Regions from separate parts of the Mus musculus genome. Here all the other regions are linked to region 3. The links are chromatin contacts, called in public ChIA-PET maps. All regions are on one chromosome and are shown on one strand. Each heading gives the region's core, a stretch centred on a gene start, on an enhancer-like site or on the middle of the called end of the contact. The rest is flanking DNA. Distances are from core to core; before and after follow the strand shown.

Evidence for each region. ChIA-PET counts read pairs in DNA pulled down with a chosen protein or histone mark.
Region 1: a contact with region 3 is called in an RNA polymerase II ChIA-PET map of memory CD8 T cells, with 17 read pairs. The contact joins two enhancer-like sites. A contact is called at or near these places in 3 of 115 datasets of contacts at active chromatin or transcription factors (extraembryonic endoderm stem cells, memory CD8 T cells and pancreatic cancer cells).
Region 2: a contact with region 3 is called in an RNA polymerase II ChIA-PET map of memory CD8 T cells, with 247 read pairs. The contact joins two enhancer-like sites. A contact is called at or near these places in 1 of 484 Hi-C or Micro-C datasets (effector CD8 T cells) and 1 of 115 datasets of contacts at active chromatin or transcription factors (memory CD8 T cells).

What each region holds. Positions count from the first base shown.
Region 1 is chr15:78,447,596-78,452,049 of GRCm38.p6, reverse strand. The region is part of intron 10 of Tmprss6 (transmembrane serine protease 6); the gene reads left to right. Among named protein-coding and RNA genes, the nearest start is that of Tmprss6, 19 kb to the left of the region's middle. Within about 2 kb of position 1,794, at least 218 of the 459 cell types and tissues checked have an H3K27ac peak or open chromatin away from gene starts, as enhancers often do. A contact at or near this core is called in memory CD8 T cells and pancreatic cancer cells, where this site is marked.
Region 2 is chr15:78,555,888-78,560,445 of GRCm38.p6, reverse strand. Rac2 (Rac family small GTPase 2) reads left to right here. Exons shown (of 7, transcript NM_009008.3): 7 at 1-1,277. Among named protein-coding and RNA genes, the nearest start is that of Sstr3, 14 kb to the right of the region's middle. Within about 2 kb of position 2,530, at least 21 of the 459 cell types and tissues checked have an H3K27ac peak or open chromatin away from gene starts, as enhancers often do. A contact at or near this core is called in memory CD8 T cells, where this site is marked.
Region 3 is chr15:77,796,726-77,801,529 of GRCm38.p6, reverse strand. It overlaps Myh9 (myosin, heavy polypeptide 9, non-muscle), which reads left to right. Exons shown (of 41, transcript NM_022410.3): 4 at 4,502-4,529. Among named protein-coding and RNA genes, the nearest start is that of Myh9, 43 kb to the left of the region's middle. RefSeq lists an enhancer at 231-3,770. Within about 2 kb of position 3,334, at least 315 of the 459 cell types and tissues checked have an H3K27ac peak or open chromatin away from gene starts, as enhancers often do. A contact at or near this core is called in memory CD8 T cells and pancreatic cancer cells, where this site is marked.

The DNA of each region.
Region 1 (4,454 bases), core at 545-3,044, 650 kb before region 3:
CCTCCTGGCAAGGAGGTGTCTAGCTAAGAACGTCCTCTTGGGAGCTTGCAGGGGGCAGAGGGAGCTGTGAAGTGACGTGTGTGTGTGTGTGTGTGTGTGTTGGGGGCTAGCCAGAAGGATGAAGATGGACAGTCCTCTTGGGCCAGCAACTGAGGATACCGCTAAGCCCCATTTGCCCATTAGTTGATCTTATTCTAGATAGAGGGTGGCAAGGAGTGACAAAGCTGGATTTTTCCAATATGTTGGGGACAGTGACAAAAAGGAGGTAAACTGTCCGAGATGTGATGTGAGTCCGTGCTGTCGTAGCAACAGGCTACTGTGTGACATAAGCCTGATATGCCTAGGGGTCAGAAGGTCTGCATGGGGAAGGGCGCTGTCTTGTGTGCCCTTCTTCATGTGGCTCCCTCAGCCACCAGCCCACTCCGGGAGCTGCTTACTGGCTTCTGGTTTCGGCACCAGAGCCCATGACTGGAGTTTTCTGAATGAAGGTGCTGTGTTTTCAGCCATGACCCCTCCCTGAGTGTTGTCACTATCTCTGAGAGGCCAGAGGGAGAGGGAATAGCCTTGGGCCTAGCACTCTCTTGCAGCCTGTGCCTAAGGCCCATTAGTCTAGGTTGATCCTGTGCCAAGTGTTGTGGGGCCCCAGAGCTCAGTTTCTGCACAACAGAAACACTAGCTTCACCGGGGTAACTCAGATGGGTCACAGTAAGGCTCCTCCCAGTGGTTGTCAGTCACAGGCAGTTAGACTGGGGCTCAAAGCCTGGCTCCCCTGGTTCCTTCTTGGGCAAGACTTACCTCTCCCAGCCTCTGGAACTTATCTGAGTGTGCTGAGACTGGGATGGACTCTGAGGACGAAGTGCTCACCTAACATAGCATGATTTCTGGGCTCCACCTGGTAGCCCCCAATAAGAAAGAAAGAAAGAAAGAAAGAAAGAAAGAAAGAAAGAAAGAAAGAAAGAAAGAAAGAAAGAAAGAAAGAAAGGAAGGAAGCCATGGACATGCAAGATGGCTGAGTGGGTTAAGAGGCTTGCCGGCAAGTTTGAGGACCTGAGTTCAGTCCCTGGAACCAACATGGTGGAAGGAGGGGACTGACTCCCAGAAGTCATTGCTTCCCCTCCACAGACCTGCTGTCCCAAACAAGAGTGTGTTCTATTACACAGAAACAAACAAAGCAAAGGGCCTGGAACGAGACGCCTTCCACTGGAGACTAAATAAGATGGTGGGTGGAGACGGTACCAACCACAATCGCTAAATGGCTCTTACTCGGTGCCACACAGGTGTGGAAAGCGATTATGTGCTCCCCACAGTCGAGCAAGGGAGGCGGACTCAGATCCTGTCCTTAACCTGCTTTCTGCGGCTGTAACAAAATTGCCAAGGCAGGGAAGTTTATAAAGAATAGAGGTTTGTGCAGCTCCTGGTGGCGAAGGCTGGAAGTCTAAGAAAGCAGCATAAGACTCTGGCTTTCTGCTGAGTCATAGTGGGACAGAGGGTGTCAGGAGATGAGGCAGGGCCGAAGGGGCTTGCCTGATGGTGCAGGGTAGGGGTGGGGGCTTGAGGCCACCCACCAGTGCTTCCTTTATCTGCTAGATGAATGCATTCACCAGGTACAGCCCCTTCCTGACCCAATCACTTCCCTGAATGCCCTTCCTCCAAACGCCACTAGCCTAAGACATTGGAGAATCCAAGTGTGAATTTTGGTTTCAAGTATGAATTCCAGGGACTCACAGTTGAACGAGCCTCACAGCTTGTGGGAAGCCTGAGGCCCAGAGGCTGAGTCATTTGCTAAAAGTCCCTGTGGCTTGTGACGTCATCACTGAGCTCAGGCAGCTGGCCGGCCCCCAGGGCATGATTGCCCAGCCGTGTGTGTGTGTGTGTGTGTGTGTGTGTGTGTGTGTGTGTGTGTGTGTGTGTGTGTGTGTGAGAGAGAGAGAGAGAGAGAGAGAGAGAGAGAGAGGAAAAGAGCACTCAGTTGTACACTTAATTGTATGGTGTCTCCTCAGGAAGGCTCTCATCTCTCAGTAGAGCCATTCCCAGCCGATGGGAGATCAGGGCATCTCTGTGGCTCTCACCAGTTCCTCTGAAAGCAGCTGGGAAAGTTGCACCTCATCTCAGCCCTTCCCCTGGGATACAGGGTCCCCAGTGGAGAGTTAACTCCTTGCTCCATACAGTGAATGCCCTGGGGAGGGCAAGGCATGATGGGAAATATACAACAGAGGCCTGGGGCCTGGTCTCTGGTTATTGTGGGCTGATAAAGATAACGTCATTGCTGGGAAATTCTCTGAAGAATGTGTCCTGGAAAATCTGCTGTGTGGGTAGCAGGGGCCTGAGAGATGGAGGAAGGGAGAGGGAGACCAGGTCCTTTGGTCCAGCAATTGAGGAGTACAGGGAAAAGATGGCTGAACCCCTGTCCCCAGTGCCAGTCTAGAGACAAGGGACTCTTCTACTAGCTGGGCACCCTTGGTCCCTATCTTGTCTGTCCATTTTGTTTTCTCCTGGTTCTGCCTGCCATCCTGCTGTTCTGTTGTTCTGCTGTCCCCACAGGGTCCGCTTGCCCTTCAGTGGCCTGCAGGTGGTGGGGGTGGGGACGCGGGTCTTGTCCTTGTAAGATCTAGCTGCTGGATGCTGGGTTTCACAGAACCTCCTCACTGGGCGATACCGCAGCACTGGCTTCCCCCCTTCCAGGAACCTGCCCTCATTTCCTCTCATGTGATGTCACTCTCCTGTGACCTGCCTGACCCTTTCTGCTAACTTCCAGCCATGAGATAAGGCAGAACGACAGGCTCCAGAGGCCCCTGTAAGCCTGACTCTAAGTGGTCTTTCTGCTTCCCCAAGGCCCTGTGACTAGTGCCACTTGCAGCCACTCTGTATCAGGTCCCCCAAACCATTCTTCCAGGTTCTCTGAAATATCTGCAAGGAGGTGGGGTCAGGGGATGGCTTTCTCCTGACTATAGTTCGGCCACCACACTTACGGAGGCCTGAAGTTTGCCGAGGTCACAGAACTAACTCGTCTGGTGGCAAAGTTATATGGAGCCCGGCTCTGCAAAATGTCCTGTCCACCACAGAGCAGGCCACTGTCCCTCCCTCAGTGCTGTCTTTCTGCCCTCTGTCCTTCAGCTTGTCCATAGAAAGAGCCATGTTCACAGTGAGGCCTGACCCCTCCCACTCCTTTCTCTTATCCATGCTTCTGCCTATCCACCCAGCATCTCTCCAGCTCCTCTGTGGGAAGATGCTGATATGCCGGATTGACAGGCCTAGGAGAAAGATCCCCCTGCTAAACTCACAGGGTGGGGTGGGGTGGGGTAGCAAGGCAATCCATATGGTGCCCCGGTTCCTTCTGACTCCAGCACTTAGCTGCTGAGGTGAGAGGGCTAGGTGGACGGGAGGACCAGAGGGGCCAGAAACTCAGAGGGCCGCACCTGGGAACAGGGCTCCGAATGCCTGAATCTTACATTTGTTCTGGGATGCTCCCAGCTTCCCTGCCTGCTTCTTGGGACCCTTCCCTGGGATAGCAATGCATGATAGGTATAAGATTATCATAACCATAACACAAATTTATATATTTATAACAACGTCCTCAAGGAACAATCGGGTTCCTCTTAGCTTGAAAGGGACTGGCTTGCTCCAGGGCTCCCCCTAGTGGTGATCTCATTTGTCAAGGGCGGCTAGGCTCTGGCTCTCCCTCCCGTCTCCGGGCTTTTAACTTTCCTTGTCAGACTAACCCTTGCTCTTGCGGGTTAAGTGCCTGTGTCAGGAGTTAAATCTGATTAGTTCAGAAATGTATATTTCATCAGTTCCCTCTCAGTTTCTCACGGTAATCTGTGATCGGAAAATACTTAAGTGGAAAATTCCAGAAGTGAATCTGTTTCATTAGCTACCGCTCTCTTTAGAGCCCGATTTACAAAGAGAGATGTGTACAGGCAGAGCATAGCACAGGTAGTGTTCGCCACTGCGTGGGATTTCTGGTGTCCACGGGAGTCTAGGAATGCCTCCCATGCATAAAGGGAAAGTACTGCGATTTCTTTAAAATGCATTCTTTAAAGTAAATAACTTCTTCTTTTTTTTTTAAATCACATTTTCCAGATGCCCTGCCCACTTTCTGGGCCTGTCCTCTGAGGATAACAATCCAGGAATCCATCTTTTTTATCCACCAGGAACCCACATTTCCTTGGCTTGAAAAAGGGCGGGAGGCGGGGAAAGGGTGACGACAAGACCCAGGCTTGCCCCGCGCGCCCCCTGGTGGCGATCTTTTCTTTGACGAGCAGCTGGGCTGTTGGAACTCTGGGTGCTTGAAAAACAATTCCTTTTCAGGACCTCTTAATTTGCCTTGAAAATATGGGGCACGCCAACATCTAGTAACACAAATATCGACCCTTCAAATTATTTGCAGATTCTTTAATAACTGGCTTAATAGAGCAGGGCTGGCACCCTCACACACTCATCTGCCCTCAGTTACA
Region 2 (4,558 bases), core at 1,281-3,780, 760 kb before region 3:
GTAGCTAGGGTTCTATAACCCCCGACTGTCAGAGGTCACGGTAAGTGTCCTTTCTACCATTATCAGGGACAGTTTCTGCCCCAGCTGGCACTAAGAAAAACAGATTTTTTAAATTTGTTTTTTTTTGTTTGTTTGTTTTGTTTTGTTTTGTTTTGTTTTGTTTGAGACAGGGTTTCTCTGTGTAGCTCTGGCTGTCCTGGAACTCACTTTGTAGACCAGGCTGTCCTCGAACTCAGAAATCTGCCTGCCTCTGCCTCCTAAGTGCTGGGATTAAAGGCGTGCACCACCATTGCCCGGCTCATTTGTTTTTGAGATAAGATTTTATTATATAGCCTGGGCTGACCTCAGACCTGCCATCCTCCTGCCTCAGCTTCCTAAATTCTGGGTTTACAGATGTATACTTCCGTGCCTGGATAAGGTTGAAATTCTTACTAGAGAGTTCTATGGAAGTTGATGTGGTGTCCATATCAGGCACCCAGGGCCTGGGCCTGAGACAGTCCTACCTACATCTTCCCTGAATTATCAATCTATGGTCAAGACCGTGGCACTGTCTGAGCTTCCACGTCCTTCTCCCAACACACTTTTGATGGCCTGTCTGTGTCAGGTGCTACCATAGTCTCAGAGATTCAGTGACATATGTGTTGTTCTCCACCCCTCCCCCACCCCCCAGCCCTGAGTCTCCGAGGCTGAGAGAAAATGGCTCCCCCGACATTGGAAAGCTAGCCCTAAGGAGCTCAGCATTTTCTGTCTCCAAGAGTTCCAGAGCTGCCCCCCAACTCCTCCCCCCCAAACTTAAGGGACTCCACCTCTGGAGGGGCTTGGCCCAGTGAGGGAAGCTTCTGTTCTTAGCTTGGCTCACAGGAGGGCAAGATTTCTCTGACACAGAAAGAAAGGTTTTAAGCCCACAGGTGCTGTGTTCTCCAACACGGTTGAGAGGACCTGCACCCCCATCGCTTTGGGGAGTTAAAGACCTGGGGTGCACCCAGAGTCCCTCTTTTAGCTCTCTGCTCCTTTTCTAGTGCATGATACTAAGCAAAACCTTACATGATTCAAAACCGTAGATCTAAGCCCAGAACCTCTCAAACTAAGCCTCTAAGTAGCTAAACCTCCCCCTCCTCCTCCCCCGCCCCCTTCTGTAGGAGGCAAACCCCGGCCTGTTACCTTGAGCCTCTGTGTGAGTTGTGGAGCACACAGCCAGCCCACTGTCACCCTGACAGCTTATTTCACCCAGATCTCAGCTTTCACTTTAATCTGAATAAAGTCCCCGATACTTTTGCAATTTGTGTGGAATTTTATTTCGGTTCCTTGACTAAGAGGCCAAGAACCGAGAAAACCCTGACCGGACTCCCCACCACCACTAGTGACCTTTCTTCTCCTTCTGTTGCCCACCCACCCAGGCCCTGTCCCTGTGTGCCTTAAACTCCCCTGTGTGCTGGGTGGGCTCCTGCTGTGGGTGTTCAGCTCCCCGCCCCAGCTGCCCTGGGGTCTTTGCCTTACCCCAAGAGTAATGACATGAAATACCTGTTCCACCCCCTCACCGCACATGTAACCTCAGTCCTGCATTTGGTCACTTGGGGTGCTGCTAGCCATTGCAGAGGAGGAAACAGGGCCTGGAAAGCCTAGGGGTCAGTGCTCTGATGGACAAAGCAGCCTGACCCCTCCTGCCCCTCCCCGCCCTGCCCCTTCTGCTTGTCTCACCCCTCCTTCTCTCTTCCAACCTCCCTACCTTCTCTTACGGTTGCTACCCCTCCCACTCCTCTCTCCCTCTCCCACCCCTTCCATCCCTCCCACTCCCTCCTATCCTCTCCCATCCCTCCCACCCATCCCTATCCTCTCCCACCCCTCCTGCCCCTCCCCCATTCCTCTCTCCTTGCCTACAGAATCCCAGTTTAGGGCAGGACAGCAGTGTGCTCAGCATTGATGAAATACTTGTTTTCAGTGAGAGGAAAGGCTGTTTAAGTGTGTGTGCTTGTTGCTGTTAGAGCAACCAAGTTTTGTTCCTAATTCCACCTCCCTGGAGGAGGATCTGACACCCTCTTTTGGCTTCTGTGGGCACACACACACACCCCATTAAAAACAAAACTAAACCTTTAAAGTAAATATACGTGTTTTCTCAGCCTTTGGGGCTCCGAGGTCACACTGTTTTCACCAACCACATCCACACAAGGAAAGTCAGTCAGAGATGCTGTTTCTTGGAAGAAAGATAACAAAAGTGGTCTCTTGCTCTGAAAACTGATGGGATGTCCAGAGCAGCCACTGTCACCTGGTGAGCTTGCAGCCTACAGCATCAACAGCAGAAGCCAACGGCTTCAGACAGAGACAGAAAGATAAACCGGGCCGGTGCTGTTAGCCTGCATCAGCCTTGCTTCCAGAATGAATGCTGGAGGACCCAGTTACTCGTTTTTAGCACACTTGGCCAGACTTCCCACCGATGTTCCCTGTTAGTACCTGAGGCCCTAGACCCTGAGCGGCTGAGGATCAGAGGCCTCCTGAGCAGCGAATGACAAGCTGTGAGATGGTTTTGAAACAGGAGGAAGTGCTTGCTGGGTAGGCTCAGAAGTGAGGCTTGCTCCACAGCATTCACCTGGTACCAGAGCACACAGTGTGTGGCCTGGGAGGGGCCGGGGCTCTCTACTCTATGCTCAGCCCTCTTGTCCATGGCATCATGGCCCAGGAGTGAGGTAAGCACCTGCTGGACCAGACCTCCATCTCTTCCAAAGCTCTCAGCCTCCAGCTAGCTGCTTCCTGCTCCTTCTTCCGAAGCAGGGACCTCTTAGCCCCACCATCTCACGTCCACACTCACAAGTCAAGCCTGGATGACTGTCATCCTAGGGTCCCCTAATTCAAGCCCCCAACTGCACTGCCCCTCCTGAGCTGAGCCTTGGCCCTTTCCTCTGGTCAGCAGTGACGTCTTTCCCAGGATGCCTCCTGCTTTCCCTCTCTCAGTCCCCGCTCCAAATGCACCGGGAAGTCTCAGTAGGATCGTGTGTCACAGACTGTGCCACCCCAAGTGTCATCCTAAGATCTGCTGTTCGCTGGAGCCGGGACTCATCTGACAGACTGTCATGGAGTCTGGGGGCTGCACCGTGCCCTCAGGAGCTCACAGGCTATATAGGAGGTCCCCATGTCAGCAGAGAACAGGGAAGTGGTCCCTCTGTGTAGCTGTCCCCTGTGCTTTCAGTCCCATGTGCTCTGTCAACATAGCCACTCAGTCCCTGATTCAGGTTCTCATCCAGAGCTATAATGTCATTTGTTTTGTTTTGTTTTGCTTTCAAGATCAAGGTTTCTTTTTTATAGGCCTGGCTCTTCTGGAACTTGCTCTGTAGATCAGGGTGGCCTTGAACTTGCAGAGATCTGCTTACCTCTGCCTCCTGAGTGATTGACACAAATGAGGGAATGGATAAAAGAATATATAAGAGAGAGAGAGAGAGAGAGAGAGAGAGAGAGAGAGAGAGAGAGAGAGAGAACCAGCCATGCCCATAATCTGCCATCCTGCTGAAGCAGGTTTCTACTGCCCACCAAGGTGTAGCCATGCCCGTGATCCATCTTGTGTGTGCCACATCAGCTGAGTCCCCTCTGACTGCCCCATCTACTACTAATGTGAGTGAGGAGAGCGGCCTGGATGAGCCCAGCCATCCCGGATCATGAGGGGGAGCAGCACAGCTCCTCTGCAGGCTCTGAGTCTGGAGAACCTTGATGTCTGCGGCTTTGCTCTGTCTCCCCACCCCCACCTGCCTCTACACAGGCTTCATGGGATGTCAGTAAAGGACACAATAAAGGGTCCTGCAGATGGCGAGGCAGAGCTAGATGCCATGAGAGGACCCCCAGGAAGGCAAAAGGCCACAAGGCATAGAAGAACACTGGCTTCTATTCACTTCCTGTGTCCCCACTCCTCTGTGCTAAGACTGCACACACAGAGAAGGATGAGGCCCAGTCTTTTCTCACCAGGGGCTCGGAGGTCAGGAGAGACAGACACGTGGATACCTTTGCCCTTGTGATTTGTTCCACACATCAGAATCTTCTGTACAGAAAGGAAGAGCTCTGGTCTGAGGGTCAGTGCATCCAGGGTTGGTATACCATGGGATGGTACATATACCCTAAGTCCTTATACCCTGGCCCTGTGGAAAGGTGGCCACGAACCGAGGACAGAAGAAACAGAAAAAAATCTGTGTGCAGAGAAACTGTGAGACAGCTATGACCTCAAATCCTGGTAGTTGAACTATAGAGCAGAGGGCGGTGAAGGCTAGACCTCAGGGCATGATGGGAAGAGGGAAGGATCGGGGAGGGGTGCAGATCAAAACGACACAGAGAAAGCCCATCTCCTGGAACTGGGGGGTGGGTGTCTGGATCTGGACACTGTAGGCTGTCGATGACAGTGATGGCTTAGGACACTGAAGAGCCTGCTTGAGGAGCAGTTAACCTTCTGAGCCTGCTTCAAGAAAGCCAGGGTGAAGAGCCACACTGGGTTTGGAAGATGTGAATTCGATCTTACTTGGTAATCCCTCCACAGGGACAAGTTAGCCAAGATATAGCATTTAAGGGAAGAAAGATTTGCTTT
Region 3 (4,804 bases), core at 2,085-4,584:
GGACCTCTGGAAGAGCAGTCAGTGCTCTTAACCACTGAGTCACTCTCCATCCCCCAAGGGGCTTCCTTCCTAAAGGGTTGTCCGTTGGAGTCTGCTAGAAGACCTCTGCAGCCTGTCTACAACCTCTGCTAATCAGTAGGAAGTGGTATTTCACACCCTCTCTTCTCGCCTTTCTGTCTGCTTCCCAAGCCTGTCACCCAAGCTGTGATCAGGCTGTGGAGATGGCATCAGAGGCTCTCATCGTGAGTGGCCGTGGCCTTTGCATAGAGGTTGGTTGGACCCAGCCTGTTGGTGCTTTTACTGGGACAAAGGCCTGAGTTCTCTCAGTCAAATCATCAGGTCCCTCAGGATCTGTGGCCTTATCCCCAGGCCACTCTAAGGCCTTCCCACCTCTAGCTTTGAACTGGAGCCCCATATTTCACATGCTTTGCAAAATCCTTTGTGCCGTGGCTTCCTGAAGTCTAGATGGGGTTGAGAGGTGACGCTGGAGTTTCAGTGTCTGCTCAGGGTGAGCCAGTCGCCTTGCCTACACAGTAAGCCGTCCTCAGGTCTGCTGTGCAATTTTCTCCAGAGCACATTCGCAGGGGGCTGCCTGTCAGAGTGCTGACTTGGGTAGGCATGTTTGCCTGCCTTGACATTTGCTTCTCAGCTCCAGAGAACCCAGTGGACCTGGAGATGAGCTCCCTCAGGGAGGCACTCAGCCAGTTATGGCCTTGTGACAGTTCCTCCAGGGAGGTACACTCTCTGAGCCCAGCCATGAGTCAGTTGTAGTAGCTGCCTGCACCCTTCCTCCTGTACTTCCTGTCTGGCTGATGTCACCACTGTGCTAGTAGTCTCAAGCCTCACAGCCTTTTATGGACAAGAATCAGCCATTGCTCCTCTGACAGGAAGTGAGCCATAGTGTGTCTGCTCCCCTCCCCCAGTGTGTAGGACTCCAAATGCCTGGGATGAAACACCTGCCCAGGCCTCAGGTGGTCTTCTGAGTTGGCTAGAAACCTGTCCACTCAGGGTGGCCACATCAGCTCTGATGTCATTCTGTGGACCCAGCCTTGGGGCTTCTGGGTTTAAATATATATAGTCAGGGGCAGCAAGAGCTTGACTGCTGAGTGTTTAACTCATGCAAGCCTTATTTATTTATTTATTTATTTATTTTGCGGTTCTGGAAGGTTCTGCTAGGAGCTTGGTGATGTAGTGTGGGGGTGGCTAAGGAAAGAGTTCTGAGTAGGCCTCAGGCATTTATTGCCACAGGTCTTCAGAACAGACCCTGCTCATTCCAGAGGTCAAGGGCAGGGCTAATGACTTCCTTTCTAACTGCTCTGGGTGTATGGACCAATAGTAGTCAAACTGCTCTCTGCCAGCCAATGTCCCCTGCTCCAGGGCTTTGTCAAGATTCTGACTGAGGAAAGGCTGTGGCTGTTGAGAGTTCTAGAGACCATGGCTGAGACTCACAGCCCTATCTCAGCCCACATCCTCTGAGATGGGGTCCTGGTGGTTCAGAGCCTGTGTCTGAATAAGGTTATGCTGGTGGCTGTTACCTTCCAGGTCCCAGGGTAGAAAAAAGACAAAAGGGCATTTCAGATAAACTGTTAGACCGCATAGGACCAAGTATGGACTTGGGCAGAAATAAATGGCTTCCGGAGGCCTGTGAGTGTACTCAGCCACAGAGATGACAGTGTGAGGCAAGGTTATTGAGTGCTGGGTGCGCACGCATGTGCGTGTTTGTATATGTGTGTGTGTTTGTCCCCATGTGTGTGTCCATGTCCCTAACTGAACACATAGGATGGCAGGCAGCAGAATGAGCTGGCTTAGGCCTACCACTTGCTGGGACTTCCTTATCTGTAAGGGATGCCCTGAGCTCAGGAGCAGATTTCAAACATAGTGCTGTGAAAGAGTCACCCGCCTTTCCTGAGTGCTGAGGGTGTCCTTTGGCCACCCAGGAGGTCAGGTGTCAGACTGCAACTTCCAGAAAGTGTTGGAAGGCTCTTGAGGCTTTAGAGGCTGTGTGAGTCACTCTAAGCAGGTGGCTTCTCCGTGCTCAGTGTTGGGGGCCTTACTCAGGTGGAGGAGGAGGCCTCTTGGTAGGGCATCTCTGAAAGCAGTGGCTCAGCAGGGTCTGAGGAAGCAGGTTGGGATTCCTCCGAGCCTGTGTTTGGGCTGCAATGGCAGCGGAGAGGTCAGGTCAAGGGGCAGAGCTAAGGGTCCTAGGTAGGCAGAGGTCTCATGAGTCTGGCTCCGAGCTTTAAGCTTTTGGAGCACATGCAGGCCTGTATGTGTGTGTACATAAGTATATAGCATGCTGTGGATCTATTTACACACAGGAGTCTGTGTAGGTGCTGCTTTGTGCACTGAGTTCCTGCTTGATGTCTGTGCACATATTCTTGTGCACCAGGGCACACACTCTGTGCGTCTGCCTACATGTCTCTGCTTTTGTGCATGTGTGTCCGTGTGGGTTGGCTACCCTGCTTCCTGTTCAGTAGTGAATAATTCTCTGACTCCTCCTCACGTAAAGGAATTCCAGTCATCCAGGGCCTGGGCCTGGACAGCCCTGGGAAACAGTGCCTTCTGAAAGGAATGGAGAATGTTTCCTTTTATGGTAGCACCAGGCACTTTCTGCTCGTGCCTCGCCAGCACAGGCAGGTACATTCTTGCCTGCTCCGGAGCGGTGACTAAACATGCCCGCCTGCAGCCACAGCTGGGGCCGACCACAGGGAGCTGCTGGGGGAGGGCAGGGCCTGGGATGACAGAGATGCTTGCTTCAGCTTCGCGGGCCACACTGCTGTTGGGGAAGAAGGGGTGGAACCAGCTCTCCTCTAGCCTGGCCCCAGCCCCTCCTGCCATCTCACCCAGGCTCTGCTCCACTCTGGCTCAGTCCTTGTCTGGCAGCCTTGAAGAATGCATTTTGGGGAGTGGGGGGACAGGGTGAGGGGAAGGAAGGTTGAGTGCCCCCTTCTCGACTTCTGTCTGAGTAGTTCTCAGGGAGGTGGGGTGGTATTGGTGTGAGTGGGATGATGGGGCTCCCATTCCAAGATGGTTTCCTTTTTTCTTGTTTTTTTTTTTGGTTTTGGTTTGTCAGCTTTATGGTTCACCCTGCCTGGCCTTAGTCCACAGCAAATGGTTCTGCTGCGGCTCCCAAGTGCCTGGCTTGGTGGCTATTTCTTGGGAGATTAGAATGAAGGCTGCAGCTGGGGGCAGAGGCAGCTGCTGCCTGTGTGGGAAGTAAGGCTTCCTGTTCCTGCTTCCTGCATGAGTCCTGATAGAATAGGGATGGCTGTGTGTCCTCAGCACTGTGTGCTGCTGAGATTGGGCCGGCTAGAAAGCTCACCTACAGGAGGGCGGGTGATCTGCCCGGTCAGTCTGCCATTGGACGACTAAGTCTATGTCCCAAGGCCATGCACACAGAAAGCTATGAGTCATTCACCCTTGTCACATGGGGTCCTGAGCCTGTGAGAGAGCAGGAGTGCCAGCATGATGGCCAGTGGCCACCAGTGCCCCTGACCGGTTCTCCTGCTCCCTCATCTCCTCCTTGGGTCACGGCTGCTCTGTCATCGAGATGACAGTGGCCTCCTAGTTTACTGTACTCACAGGGTCAGCACCAGGTTTGTTTTGTGTGTTATATTTATCAAAATAATCATGAAGTAGGGTGGATAGCCAGTGTATGCTGTGCTGTGAAGCGTCACCATCAGGTACCTCACTGCGGTTCTGATGTTGCCAAACTGCCGGGGGCTGGGTCCAACTGCTTTAATTAACTGTACGGTTTGAGGTTGGCGTATTTCCTGGAGCTTGACCATCTTAGCTTAGCTTTCAGAGTGCAGGGAACTGTGGTTGTCCCTCCATGCAAAGGAGAACATTCCTATTTCTTCTTGCTGGATTTGTGAAGCTAGGGTGGCTGTTGGAAGTCCCCGCCACTGGTGCAGAGAGCAGGCTGTCCCAGGTGCATGCCGGAAGCTGCCATTCCTCCGTGGCTCCCTCTGTCCTGTCATCACCGTGCCTTACATGAGCCAAGCACCATGTATGTGGATTCACATGTGTCCCTTTACACGTGCTGCCTCACAACACAGAGAAGTGCATGGGGCTCAGAGAAGGCCACCATCTCTGGTCTTAGACTCTGCGAGGCAGTGGCCCACACTGGGACTGTCCCATTGCAAGCTAGGCCTGCCATGCTGCCTGCTCTGATTTCTGGCCCCTTAAACAGTATTCCTTGCGTAAATGTGGTCAGTGTTGCAGGTGCCTGCCATGGACATTTTTTCCTGATATTCACGGGATGGAGTGGGCAGGGCAGGGGTGTGCAGCCAGAGCTGGGGGCAGGCAGCTGCCTGGGGCTCTGCCATTGTAGGTGTCCCTCATCTGAGGCTGTCCACAGTCAGCCCAGGTTGGAGGCCTGGGAGGGTCCTTTCAGAGAAGCATTTAAGTCTTTTGTTCCTTATCTTGGCAACTCTTGGGATGGGAAGGGAGAGGTGTTTTCCTTCTTATCCAAGGTAACCTGGTGTCCTCTTTGTTGCAGACCGGGAAGATCAGTCCATCCTGTGCACGTAAGTGTTTGTGAGAGGGAGAGGGAGGGAGTGTGTGTGTGTGTGCATGTGCGTGCGTGAGTGTACGCATGTGTGTGTATGTGTGTGTGCACGAGTGTGCGTGTGCGAGTGTACCCATGTGTGTATGTGTGTGTGCGCGCGTACGTGTGGGTGTGTGTATGTGTGTGCATGCGCACCCGCGTGTGTGTGCGCGTGCATGTGTGTGCGCGTGTGCGTGTGTGTGCGCGTGCGTGTAGTGGTGGTGTTTATTGCTCTGATGATTTTGTTTGTGGTGC